Regions from separate parts of the Sus scrofa genome. Here region 2 is linked to region 1. A link is a contact called in public HiChIP or PLAC-seq data. All regions are on one chromosome and are shown on one strand. The core of a region is the stretch at or near the end of the contact, and the rest is flanking DNA. Distances in the headings are between cores, read along the strand shown. Region 1 overlaps TSEN15 (tRNA-splicing endonuclease subunit Sen15). Region 2 overlaps C9H1orf21.

Region 1 (7,051 bases), core at 1,443-3,942:
TCGTCTGGTGGATTAGAATCTGAAGGGATATCAATTCCTTCAGTTCCCCAATTCTCCCTCATGGAACTTCTGCTATGTTTAAGCAACAGCATGAAATGCTGAGGAAGGGACTAGAAAATGCAAGCAAGCTCTGATCACAAAGCCCTGCTGAAAAGAGAGGCCTAAGCCCTTTCTCAAGGCATCTGAAACCAGAAGAGAAAAGAGATAACTAAAGATGCAACTCAGCCATGACTCCTCTTGACTTCTCACTAGATTGACTAAATTTAGATTCTGACTCTACTTGCTAGATAGAGGAAAGGATGAGCTCTTTTGGGGTGAGGAGTAGTATCAACATCAGTCTCTTCTTCATACACAGTGTCTAGCATCCAGTGAAAAACTCTAAGGTATGTGAAGAAGCAGGAAAATATGTCTAATGACCAAGAACAAAAAGTCAGTAAAAGAAAACCTTCAGAAAACTAAAGTTGTTGAAAAACTTAGAAATGGGAATTAATAAAGTCTCTAATAACTATAATAAATGTTAGAGTATTGAGGAAAAAACACAGAAAAAAAATGGGTGACAAGATGAAAACTTTAAGGAAAACATGAAAATCCTAAAGAAAATGAACATTCTAGGATGTAAAAACAGATTTTCAAAGTGCTGATGAGGCTTAATGGTAGATTAGACACAGCAGAAGAAAGAATTTAGTGAACCTGAAAAGAGGTCACAAGAAACTTAACTGAAAAACAATGAGAAAAATAACTTTTAAATAAAACATCGGAGGCCTTAGGGGCAATATCAGTTTAACAAACACATAAATGGAATTTCAGAAGGAAAAAGAGAGAATGGTGTCTAAGTCCTTTTGGCTTGCCATAACAAAATACCACAGACTGGGCATCTTATAAATAATAGAAATTTATTTCTCAGGCTAGAAAGTCAAGATCAAGGCATCAGCATGGTCTCATTCTGGTGGAGGTCTTCTTCCTGGCTCGCAGCAAACACCTTCTCACTGTGTCCTCACATGGTGAAAGGGGCAAGAGATAGCTGTGAGGTCTCTTTTTAAGGCACTAATCCCATTTATGAGGGCTCCATTATCATGGCTTAAGCACCTCCAAAGGTCTCATCTCCTAATACCAGCATTTTGGGGGCTTAGGATTTCAACATGGGAAACATGGGGAGTACATTCAGACTACAGCAGTAGAGAAGAAATAGCAGAGATTTTTCCAAAGCTGTCATCTCTGAATGTAAAGCGTCTCGCTGACTCCCAGCATACAGTTGGATCTTGTTTTTACAGTCAGTCTTATAATATCTGTGCCTTGATTGGGGTGTTTTATCCATTCACATTTAAAATATTGATACTGCTAAATTTATATCTTCCATTTTGTTCTTTGTTTTCTATATGTCACGTGTCTTTTTTTGTTTCTCTGTTCCTCCTTTACTACCTTCTTTTGTATTAAATTGATATTTTTCTAGTACACCATTTTAATTTCTTTATGATTTTTTAACTATACAGTTGTAGAGTTAACCCCTGAACAACACAGGTTTGAACTATGAAGGTCCACTTATACATATTTTTTTTCAATAAAAATGCATTATAGTATACGTGAGCCCTGGTTGGTTGAATCTGCGAATGCAGAACTGCAGATACAGAAGACTGACTATAAAGTTATATGTGGGATTTTCAACTGTGCAAAGGATTGGCACCCCTAAACCTACACTGTTCAAGGGTCAACTACTTTTTCAAGTGATAGTTTAAAGATCACTCCATGCATCTTAATTTATCACAATTTACCTCTGATCAACACTAATTCAATTCTGAAACAAATTTATAAATTGCTCCAATATAACTTCATTCCTTTCTATGAGGTGGCATACATGAAAAGCTTTGCAAACTATAAAGTAGTCACTGGTTACGTTTTATTATATAGTATCTACTAGCTTTGCTACCTTGCAAATTGAGACATAACATTGTATCCACAACTTTTCTCTTAAAAAATAATTTCCACCTATGATGTATTGCATGATAATTACCTAGATTATTGTTCATATCAGAGATTCACTTTAGTGATATTTAGATGAAACAACCATAAATATTAATGAGAAATCTCATTACATAGCACTGATGGAAAGTAACACTCTGAAGCCACTGCAATACACATAACTTAAAAATAAGTTTCTTTAAATATCCCTAACTGGCAGAGTATGACAAAGATGAGACACAGATGGAAGGGGAAAAAAAACTATTAAGACAACTTGTACATATTTTCTTTTCCTCAGGATATGACATTATTTAAATCAGAAATGTACATGCGTACGTGCGTGTGCATGGTTTTTTTCCTAATGTAAACTGAGTGGGAACTCTAGCCCATATATTGAAATTTAGGATAGAAATTTCCATTTCATTCATATTTGTTTCCAGAGTTCTCTGGTATAAATAGCAAAACATTTTCAGACTTACTCAAAACATCCATGTGGGAAACCCTAACATTTGAAAATTAGCTCAGAGTTGTAAAGGGGGTATTGTCTTCAGAGTTGAGGGAAATCACTGTCAAAAATGAAATGGAAGTTCCCGTCTCAGAGCTCTGTTTATCCCACTTGGTAGTGTCGGGGGCTGGGGGGTGGAATTACCAATGAATCTTCTCATAATAACAGAGTAGAATAGTTTATCTGCCTCTCTTACTCAAAGCACACTTGAGACGTCTTACAAAGATTCTCGTTCAGGATCTCTTCTAGTCTATTTTTAACATTATGTTTAAAGTGATGCCATCATCTTTCCCTATTTGAGGTCTGTCTTACTTGTTTCCTTTACGAGATATTCATAAACTGGTAAAAATTTTACTTTGCCTTTAAGTCAACAGATTGAACTTTCTCAATATAACAACAACAACAAAAGGTTCCAAAGTTCTATTTTAAAAATCACACGTGATTGTAAAGATGCTGAGGACAATGAAGCATCGCTAAAATGCTACAGTCTCATTTAACCTCTGGTTTTAATTTAGAAGACACAGAACAAAGTTTCCTTATGTGCCTATTTTTTTAAAAGCTCAGTTCTTTGGAAAAATAGAGATGTTTCATCACACAAATCTAATAATTTGGATAAAGCCTTCTACAGTTTATATTTGATAGAAATCCACATATGTAAAAGATAACCTATATATTAATAAGAAGAATTTCAGGTTTTTGAGTTCAATATATTTCAAGAGAAAAGTCCCACCTAAAGAAAGAGATAAATCAGTAATAATCACAGTTGTTAATCAAGAGTAACAGAATTTGGAGTTCCCGTCGTGGCGCAGTGGTTAACGAATCCAACTAGGAACCAGGAGGTTGCGGGTTCGGTCCCTGCCCTTGCTCAGTGGGTTAACGATCCGGCATTGCCGTGAGCTGTGGTGTAGGTTGCAGACGCAGCTCGGATCCCGTGTTGCTGTGGCTCTGGCGTAGGCGGGTGGCTACAGCTCCAATTCAACCCCTAGCCTGGGAATCTCCATATGCCGCGGGAGTGGCCCAAGAAATAGCAACAACAACAACAACAACAAAAAGACAAAAGACAAAAAAAAAAAAAAAGAGTAACAGAATTTGATGTCTACAACAGGTTTTTCTTTCTTATAACTGTTAAGAGAGGAGCTTAGCATTCTGAAAACAAAGTGATTCCAAATTTTAACAAAGCTAACGTTATTTGGCTACTGCCCTTCCTCCAAGGTACTTAAATACTTTCCATAAGCCTTAGCATTTGTGTTTTTGTAACAACCCTACAACAGAGACTAAGTAACCTCTGGAGATACGCACAGAGGACAAGAAATTTGAAGACAACATTAAATTTAATTTCAAATGTTGTCAAACTAGAATGCATCATAGGTTAAAATTATTATTAATTTCAACTCACACAAAGCAATATCTCCTTCTGTCATTTTTAATGTGGCCAAACTGATAAATGCTGCAGCTGCATCAACAAAAGACATTAACTCCCCGATCTGCCTCATTATGATTTATTTAAACAACACACCATAATGCAACTGCGGAACACAATGCAAATTAAACTTGTGCCCAAGGAGCCTTATCCACTCACAGGCTCGATCCTGAACAAAGTTTCAAGAGTAATAGACCACCTCCTTTTGAATCATGCCAATGCCTTCCTAGGAAAAAATCAAGGCAGCTGAAGTCCCAGGGGGTTATTGAACAATTAGGTGCCTGTGTGGCTATTCACCCTGGTGGGAAGCCATTCTGCGAAAATAAACTGTAAGGGTTTTTTTGTTTGTTTGTTTTTGAGGGTAAGAAAAAAAAAATGCTATGCCAGTTGAAGGAAGCTGCCAGAACTGGGAGTTTTAACAGTAACAGATTTCCAACAGAGGTAGTCTGAGGACACACATCCTGATATGCAGGGAAGCCAAATGACAGGAATCATTTTCCTAGTTATTATTAGACTTCAGGCCTCATATAAAATAATAGCCATTAATTTGTAATAAAGAACATAATTCTGGAGAGAGGAAATATTTTTTGATGATAGGAAAATGGAGTATCCTTCAAAAAACATGTAACATTTCAGACTTAAGTCTCATAACTAAGAACATCTTTTAAAATGTTCTAAAGAAGGAACTAAATTGTTTCTAATAACTCTTTACTCCACCATTAATATAAGCCCTTCTCCTAAGGCACAAAGGAAAAAGAAGGGTTGAATGGTGAAGGGAGTGGTGGTACTGGCAGGGGAGGAAGATATGGGTGAAAAAGAATTTAACTAAAAGGTAAGGAAACTATTTATAGCACTGGCAGAGTGGCTCTTCAGACTTCTGACTGTTCTCTATCCTGGGAGGTATACAGTTATAGTTACAGGGTAAAGTGTGGTAATAAGCAGTGATAAACCTTGCAAGCAGATGAATTCTGAAGACATTCTAATTTCTTAGAAACTCTTGAAAGGCTGCTTGCAGCACATCTTTGTGTTCTTTAAGATATTATTCAGCAAGTCTCTGCTGCAGGAACTGAAGAGTTTAAGAGAATCATTCATTCATCCAACAAATACCTATTTAACACCAAACACAAGGCACCAGGCAAGGCACTGGGAAAAAGAACGAACACAACAAAGCTCCTGCTTCCATAGGGGATGTGGGGAGGAAAGAGAGTAAACAAACAAACAAACAAAAAAGCCCACTATACAATATACTGAGTAGCAATAAATGCAGTAAGTGTTATAAAGGAGGGCCACTTCATAGGTTGCATTAGTACAAGAGGTGAGATGACAGTAGCTTACACCAGAATGATGCAGTATAGCAGAAGTGGCGAGAAAAGGTCAGATTTTGGATATACTTTTAAGGGAGAACTGACAGATTTTGTTAACAAATTAATTTGGCAGTCTGAGAACTGGGTGGACTAAAACTAATAAGAGATTATAGCAAGGTTAATGTGTCAAGATCAATTGCTTTCCTGTACACCAGCACTGAACAACTGGAATTTCAAATAAAAAACACAACATTTACATTGGCATCAAAAAAGTGAAATGCTTAGGTATAAACCTAAAAAAATATATGTACAGGATCTATATAAGGAAAACTGTAAAACTCTGATGACAGAAATCATAGACGATCTGAATAAATGGAGAAACAGTCCATAATCATGGATTGGAAGGTTCAAATATTGTTAAGATGCCAATTCTTCTTATTGTGATCTATAAATTAAGCACAATCCCAAACAAAACCCTAGCAAGCTATTTTGTAGATACTGACAAACTGATTCTAAAGTTTACATGAAAAGGCAAAAGACCTAGAATAGCAACACTGAAAAATACCAAAGAAGAACAAAGTGAGAGTACTGACATGACCCATCTTACTTACTTTTAAGCTATAGTAATTAAGACTATGTGGTACTGACGAAGGAATAGACACACAGGTTAATGAACTAGAATTAGAGAGCCCAGAACTGACCCATATAAATATGGTCAACTGATCTTTGACAAAGGAGCAAAAACAATCCAATAGAGAAAGAATTGTTAACAAATGGTGCTGGACAACTGATGTCAATATGCAAAAAATAATGACTCTAGAGAGACATCTTACACCTCTCACAAAAATTAAACTCAAAATAGAACACAGACCTAAATGTAAAACAAAAAACTATAAAACCCAACTTTTAGAAGACAATACAGGAGAAAATTTAGGTGACTCTGCGTTTGGTGATGAACCTTTAGATACAACACCAAAAGCATGACTGTGAGAGAACAGCCCAAATAAAAAATGGACAAGGGATCCGAACAGATATCTCACTAAAGAAGATATACAGATGGCACATAGTAATATGAAAAGATGCTCAACATTATGAGGCATTAGGAAATAGCAAATTAATTAGGGGATGGACTAGGAGTTTGGGGTTAGTAGACGCAAACTATTGCATTTGGAGTGGATAAGCAATGAGATCTGCTGTATAGCACAGGGAACTATATCTAGTCACTTGTGATGGAACATGATGGAAAATAATGTGAGCAAAAGAATGTGAGACTGGGTCACTTTGCTGTACAGCAGAAATTGACAGAACATTGTAAATCAACTATAATAGAAAAATAAAAATCTTTCAAAAAAAAAAAAAAAACAATGAAACACTACTATGCATGAATTAGAGTAGCTAAAACTCAAAAAACCAACAGTACCAAGGTGGCAAGGATACTTACTGCTAGGTGAAAGAAGCCAATCTGAAAAGGCTACATACTGTATGATTTCAACTACTACTATTCTGGAAAAGGCAAAACTCCAGAAAAAGTTAAAAGTTCAGTGGCTTCCAGCAGTTCAGGGTAGGGGCAAAGGGATGCATATGTGAAGCACAGGGGATATTTAGGGCAGTCAAACTATCCTGCATGCAATGGTGGATATATGACAGCAGACATTTGTTAAAATCAATAGAACTGTGAATTCTAATGTAAACTTAATGGTATATCAATATCAGTTCATTAATTGTAACCAATGTACCATACTAAGGCAAGACGATAAACTAATAAATACTGCACTGGACTAAAGCCTTCATGGGAAATCTCTGGACTATCTGCTCAATTTTTCCATAAATCTAAAATTGTTCTAAAAAATAGAGAGAAATAGGAGC
Region 2 (6,838 bases), core at 908-3,407, 370 kb before region 1:
GGGAAAATCAAGACAAGGCAACATCTAAAAACTCCTTTCTTTTATTGAAGACAGAGCCAACATCTAAGCTTCACAAAGAAAAAAAATATATATATAAATAACTAATCAGTCTGTTTGCCCATCTGTTCTGCTTCGCTATAATGAGTGTTAATACAGCAGCCCACTGGGGGGAGAAGAAAGACAGCCGAAAAGTGATTTCTCATCTTGCCGCTTTGGTGTCCTTGGGCTCCTGTTAACACCATTTCACATTTCATTGTGCATGTTAAAGATAACACACAAAGAGATGTCACATGTGACATGAGGATACTCTGGAAAAGCCCAGGCTTCCTATCACCCAGCAACTGCTGGCAACTCAAGATCCTCATTCCTGGACCCACACTCACTTGGTGCCGTGACAACTGACAATATGCTATTAACAGCAAAGAAACAGGCATATTTGCTTCTGCTTTCTTGATGGGAAAAGTTTCACTTCCACAAACAATCACTGTACAGAGGTATCGCTCAGAAACATAACACTAAGTCCCATACAGGAAGATACAATTTCTGCTGGATTTCCGCAGTGAGGTGTGGCGATGGGGGGCAAGGAGAGCAGTGGAAAGAGCACCGGAGGGGCTGTGAGGATGCTGAGCTCCGGTCTCAGGGGTCACTCGCCTGCCTCAGTGCCAAAGCTGGGCTTCATCTCTCCGAGCCTCTCCCTTTGACTCTATGATCTACCTGAACATATGTTCAAGTGATGCTAAGGATGAAATTACCACTTATAACAAGGCCACTTCTGGGATTTCCCGTCATGGCGCAGCAGAAACGAATCTGACTAGTAAGCATGAAGATGTGGGTTCGATCCCTGGCCTCACTCAGTGGGTCAGGGATCCAGCGTTGCTGTGAGTTGTGGTGTAGGTCACAGACCCAGCTTGGATCCCACATTGCTGTGGCTGCGATGTGGGCTAGTGGCTACAGCTCTGATGTGACCCCTCACGTGGGAACTTCCATATGCTGTGGGTGTGGCCCTAAAAAGCAAAAAAAAAGGCCATTTCTCACCTAGACTCAATTTATTTATATACTTTGTTTCAACATTTACCGAATTAAGATATACCTGCAAATCTTTTTTCCAAAATATTTCAGGAAGCCCTATGAGGTCTAAAGATTATTACCTATTATGTTTTGGCCCAAGGGTGTTGATTTCAATCGTGTATCAAGTGAAAAAATGAACAAAGCTTAGCTCTCTTATGTCCTCTTCTCTATTCTGCCTTTAACAGACTAAAATAAATGTTTTTAATGTTTCTTACAGAGAGGGCTGAATTGAAAAAGTCTGTGGAATAACTGTTCTTCAGGATTTAAGAGTTTAGTGCCTTTACCCTGTAGCTGAAAACTCTCTTCCTTTATCACCTGTATGTGTTCACACAAGTTCATGCAAGGCTGACATTCTTTCTGGAAGGCAAGAGAGGAAAGTATCAGATCCTGATTAAAGCCGCCCACCCACACCAGGGTGAATCCATGCAGAAGAACTTCGCCCTTTCTAGAATTGCTCCTTCACGATCAAAGCCAGTGGCAGACATTCCTGGACTTTGAGTTCTCTTCTCCTCTTTCCACTCTCAAGACTCAGAATACCAAGGGCATATGAAGGAAGTTGCCAATCTTGTGTCAGTGGGGAACTTTCTGTACCAGGACACCCATGATTGGCATCTTCTGACAGCTGGCCTGCCAGTTCACCGTGTCACTTGTGACAGATCCACCTGATTTCCTTGGAATTATCAGTACCCTAATAGTAACAGCTGTTTTCCCTTTTTTTGGTTTTAAAAACCTAGGTAGATTATGAAATGCTTTGCCAAGTACTTATAAGTGCACGAGAATAGTCTTCTGTGCACACTCTGCTATGCCGGTGGCCTGGCATGACTTTCCAGGAGCATTGGGTGAAATCAGTTTGCCCAGTAGGCTCCCCTATGTGGCCCGGGAAAACAACGACAGAAGATAGATGGAAAGGAAAAAAGAAAAGTCAAGAAATGACTAGACTGTGTAAGTAGAATAAGGATGTATTACTAAAAAAAACGAACAAACAAAAGCGCAATTTGATTCTAATCTAAGCAGATAAGTTCACAATCCTTCCTCAATGGTCAGTGAAGGATATCCTGGCCATCTGTGTGTTGAAACGTATTGTGAAGCACAGACGGAATCCCCGCCCTTGAAGGGCTCGCATTCGGACGGGACTGACAGATCATAAATACACGAGTAGAATTCCAATGACACCCCGCCGGGAAAGGAAGTCTCAGAGATGTGCTTCAACGTCCTAGGATATTTCAAGCTAGTTCAATGAGTGCTTATCTCAGTTTTATTTTCTGCAACAAGACACGGAGAGACATCCAGCATCGTGTGCTACTCTTAGCAAACCCTTGGTTAGAGACGCTCACTTGGGGACAAGGACAGCAAGACGTGGCGCGTCCGTTTGGAGCTGTTGATCCTCTTTAACACCATCAACTACAACAGAACTGCAGCTGGATTAATCCCCTGGAAAGCTGAATGTTACCTGCCTGATGCTGAGGACAAGAGATGAAAGGCCATGGAGCTTTGTCTGACACACACCCTGGAAAAGCACAGGGGATGTTTTCATCACTGAATTACAAAGTCTCAACTCTTCCACAAGGAAAGAGTGTTTCACATTTCTGATTCAATTCAATCTCTAAACTTAATGTGGAAATGGCTTGCAGCTCAGTCTTAAACTAGTCACAACGGTAGAAAAAAAGAAGTAGGAACAACAGACATAAAAGACACGAATTACCTAAACTAACCATCAGGCACAAATGGGAGAATCGTTTAAAAACCAAAGAGCCTGCTGGTGGATTGTGGTGGTAACATGTGAGTATGCGTATGTTTCCTGCCCTCAGAATTATAAAAACTTGTAACAAAGTAATGTAGTAACACTAATAAGATCTGAAGGCTACAATCTTAAAAAGCATTTCTCTCTATATCTAAAAGCACATCCCTCTCTTTCCACAACAGACTCCTTCCCCCTTTAACCCCCTCCCTACTAAAATAAATAAACTCATCCATCAGAGGCTGCTGCAAGCTCCAGCCTAAGATCTCTCTCTCCCAGGGCTCTGCCTCAGGCCACAGGATCCCAGGTCTGAGGAGAAGTCAGCCGTGATCCAGTGACTGAGTAAACCCATCACTTTCCTGATGGGCAGAGGGTGGTTTACTGAAATGAGCATCCCTAAGGGAAAGCCTTGGCTATCTGAAATTCTGCCTGCTAGAACCTTCGAGTGCTATCCAGAACAGCTCAATTGCTGGCAGTGCCCTGAAAACACAGAGAAAGCAAAACATAAAACCTTTGTTGGTAAAGGACTTAGTCTCTTTTTTCTCTCATACACACACACACAATAAAAATTCTAGAGATACAAAGACTACATCCAGTGTTTTGTGATTTTTGTAAAGGAAAGGAGTTGCGTGGCTTTGGTCATTGTTATTTACTACACAGGGCCTTGCGCTCTCATTTACCAGATGGGATCAGACTGCATGAATTCTGAGCGGAGCAGATGAGACAATACAGGGAAAATGCTTAGCACAGCACCTCGCGATCTGTAAACTATCAGGACATGACAGCTATTGTCATCATCACCATCATCCTGACTGAGCGGGATGGTGAGAAACTTTACAAAGCAAGTGGCGGAGGTGAAAAAAGACTAGAAAGAAGAGGCAGACAGACAGGTGAGAGGTAAACTGTGTCAGCTTAGAGGTTCTTAGGAACTAAACCAAAAACAAGCAGGCAGATAGAACGCAGACAGAAAGCAAGAGGCATCAGCTGAAATAGCAGGAGAAACTGGAGCTCCCACTGCAGCTCGTGCACAGAGAGCTGGGGGCTGCAATGGCGTTTCCGCAGCGCTGCGGGGGCCGGGCCAGCTCCGTGGGGACACCCCACCCCAGGGCTCTGGAGGCAGAGGCTGCTGTGGGCAGACACGTCAAAGGTCAGTGAGCTCTCCTAAGCTCTGTCACAGCCTCAGTGACGGTGTGGCTCTCATCCTCCTGCTGTTACACATTTACGTATCTGTCTCCCTCACCAGGCAGATTTCCGAGGTCACAACCAACCATGTCCTGATTATTCGTCTCTATATTCCCTTGGGCACAGGTCAGGCACAGAGTAGGTTTGCAATAGGTGTTGAGCCAATGAATTCTCTTAGAACCCTCTTTTCACAAAGAGATGTGGGGAGGGCTGTTAAGGAAGGGACTCTCCTTCTCCAGGTCCCGGGTCACCAGCCAGGTCCCGGGTCACCAGCCTTTCTTTGCTCACCAACAGTTATAGTTGAAAAGGCTCTTCTGAGCCATCATAGACAATTTAAAATTATGTTCAGTATATACTCCCTAAAAGGACAGGAAGGAAGCTATGTGTAATCTCATACTAGTAAAATGACATTTTGAAAGCTTTTGGCACTTGTGTGGTTGGCCCTAATCCGCCCCCAGAAAAAAATGTGCTATTTATTTATTTCAACAATCATTTTTGGGAAACTTGTTTAGTTCTCAACATTTCACTAGGGACCAGAGATTCCGAAATGGACAAGTCAGCGGGACCCTGATGTGCATTTCCTGTCAATTAGAATCCAGAGATGTTGAACCGTGCTTCCTAGACTCAACTGACCTCTGAAAAATCAAGCGTCAGTTTCTGTTTTGGCTGAAACTGAAATCTTTGCTAAGCTTTCCATGACAAAGAACTATTTAAGGATGGATGATATCCTCAGAAGGCTGCACAAATTGAAATTAGAAATAGCATTTTCAGGTAGCACAAATCAATGCCCGCTTCACCTACTGAGTCTTAAAAACAAGAAAGCACCTCAGTTCTCATGCTGCTCTCAACCAATGCATAAGACTTTGGGAACTTTATTGACTTTGCAGAGCTCAGCCAAAAAAAACACGCTCTGTTCAACCATCTACTTAAGGAGAACAAAAGGTAAGAGGCTGCGAGAACATACCCAGGAGGACAAAGCTGTCAGGTGAGGAATGGCCACTCCTCCCTCATGTCCACCTTCCTCCTGTTCCCAACGAGCTGGCTCATGCCTCTGCACTGGGGAGTCTTCCCTTCACCGACCATCATTTTGGTGAGGTCTAGTGGGGTTTGAAACACAAAAACATAAAGGAAGGGCAAGAAGCTCCTCCCTAGCCTGGATGCTCATCTTCAGCCACTAAAACGCTATGAAGAAACACCTAGGGTAACAGGTCCTAAGCTATGATGACCTTGTACATGTTACCAGTGTTCCACCATCCAAAGCAGCATAATTAGCGAACATGGCGTTCCTTCCCGCTTGTCCAGCAAAGTGTACTTAGAGAAAGAGACCAGAGCCACAGCTCGAGAGGACCAGACAGTGCAGGCAAGAGCCACCCAACTGGAGCCACTGACGGGAGACCACGTTTCAACATCAGATGCACCAGCCAGCACCTCTCGGAGGTAACGCTCTCCCACATCCACCTTTAGTTTCAGTCTGGCACATGAAGGTCTCAGGTCTTTGTGAGAATAGAGAACTAAACGCATGGCTTAATGATAAAGACCTCTACTGGTGTAAGATACAGCAGAAATGGGTTACATTTAGGATCTGACCGTGTTTTGTTGTCGTTTTTCTTGGTATGTGGACGTTCCTGGGCAAGGGATCGAATGAACCTGCACCACAGCAGAGACCCGAGCCACACCAGTGACAACACTGGATCTTTAACCCACTGAGCCACCAGGGAACGCCAAGATCATGTTCTATTCTGACAAGGCCTTTGTCCAGCTGTTCTGTCTGTGGGACCTCTAGTGGGGTCCCAGGCTGAGGTGGTTGTGGTCCTGGATATGACTAGGCACATCTGGCAAGCTGCTTAGTATTCCTGTGTCTGGGAGGATGTCACCCCCATGTCATCTCTACTACACCCCTGCCATTTCATCCCTAGGAATGGTACTGCAAAAACATTTTCTAATTTCAAGCTCTCCTTGAAATTTTTAAGGAACTTTTAGGATTCAAATTCAAATTTGTATTTCTAAATCATCTTCTGGATCCAGGGCCTAAACTTGTCACTACTCATCAGCATTTTCTAGGCCATATTTTTTGCTTGTGTCTTTGCTTTTCTGAGAAAGGGAAAAATTCACAAGACAACATTCAATGGACATCAGGATGGTCCTACTGGCAGTTGTAAAAACACCAGAACATATTAAAATTATTAGTTAAAAAAAAGTATACTTCTCATAAATTAGTAATTATCCCATTAATTTTCTACAACAAAGACAAACTCAGATTCTTAGTGCACTGATGTTGTCAAGTCCTTGCCCTGGTCCAAAACCCTCCACGGCTTATTAAGGCCTCTTGGGGTAAAGCCTGACACATCTGGACTTTCAGGCTAGACACGTCCTCAGGGACTACTGAAGTCAAGGTTCTTCAATGTAAGCTGAGAAGACTGAGGACTGAGGAGTTTGGGTGACTTGCTCAGGGTCCCCCAGGACCCAGGCCCATTGAGAATCACTGTGGCCTCTTCCTACTCACCCAAGGTAACTAGCATCCTCTTCATCACATCAGGTGGGTCTCACAGACCACCCGTCTCCCTCAATATTCTGCTCACATGCCCACCTCTCTACTTCTGCTTAAGCCTTTACTTTTCCAAATGGTACAAAGAAGCCTTCATACCATTTCCTGCCTTCCTTCAACTTTCTCTCTTTCCCAAATAAACTCTTACCATAGAGTCAACTCTTTGGTATTTCTTAGGCATCTCTCTCTAAATAGACACTGGATACTTCAAGGCCAGAAACCATCTCCTGCATCTGCCTCCCCTGCTATGTTGGAGGCCCTGCCAGGCACAGAGCAGGAACTCAATAACAAATCCACTTCAGAAC

Evidence for each region. HiChIP or PLAC-seq counts read pairs in DNA pulled down with a chosen protein or histone mark.
Region 2: a contact with region 1 is called in an H3K27ac HiChIP or PLAC-seq map of skeletal muscle. The contact joins two enhancer-like sites. A contact is called at or near these places in 2 of 47 Hi-C or Micro-C datasets (embryonic fibroblasts and epiblast stem cells) and 1 of 2 datasets of contacts at active chromatin or transcription factors (skeletal muscle).

The regions. Positions count from the first base shown.
Region 1 is chr9:125,321,197-125,328,247 of Sscrofa11.1, reverse strand. All of the region lies in intron 4 of TSEN15 (tRNA-splicing endonuclease subunit Sen15), which reads right to left. Among named protein-coding and RNA genes, the nearest start is that of TSEN15, 24 kb to the right of the region's middle. Within about 2 kb of position 2,692, at least 1 of the 83 cell types and tissues checked has an H3K27ac peak or open chromatin away from gene starts, as enhancers often do. A contact at or near this core is called in skeletal muscle, where this site is marked.
Region 2 is chr9:125,687,005-125,693,842 of Sscrofa11.1, reverse strand. The region is part of intron 1 of C9H1orf21; the gene reads right to left. Among named protein-coding and RNA genes, the nearest start is that of C9H1orf21, 77 kb to the right of the region's middle. Within about 2 kb of position 2,157, at least 9 of the 83 cell types and tissues checked have an H3K27ac peak or open chromatin away from gene starts, as enhancers often do. A contact at or near this core is called in skeletal muscle, where this site is marked.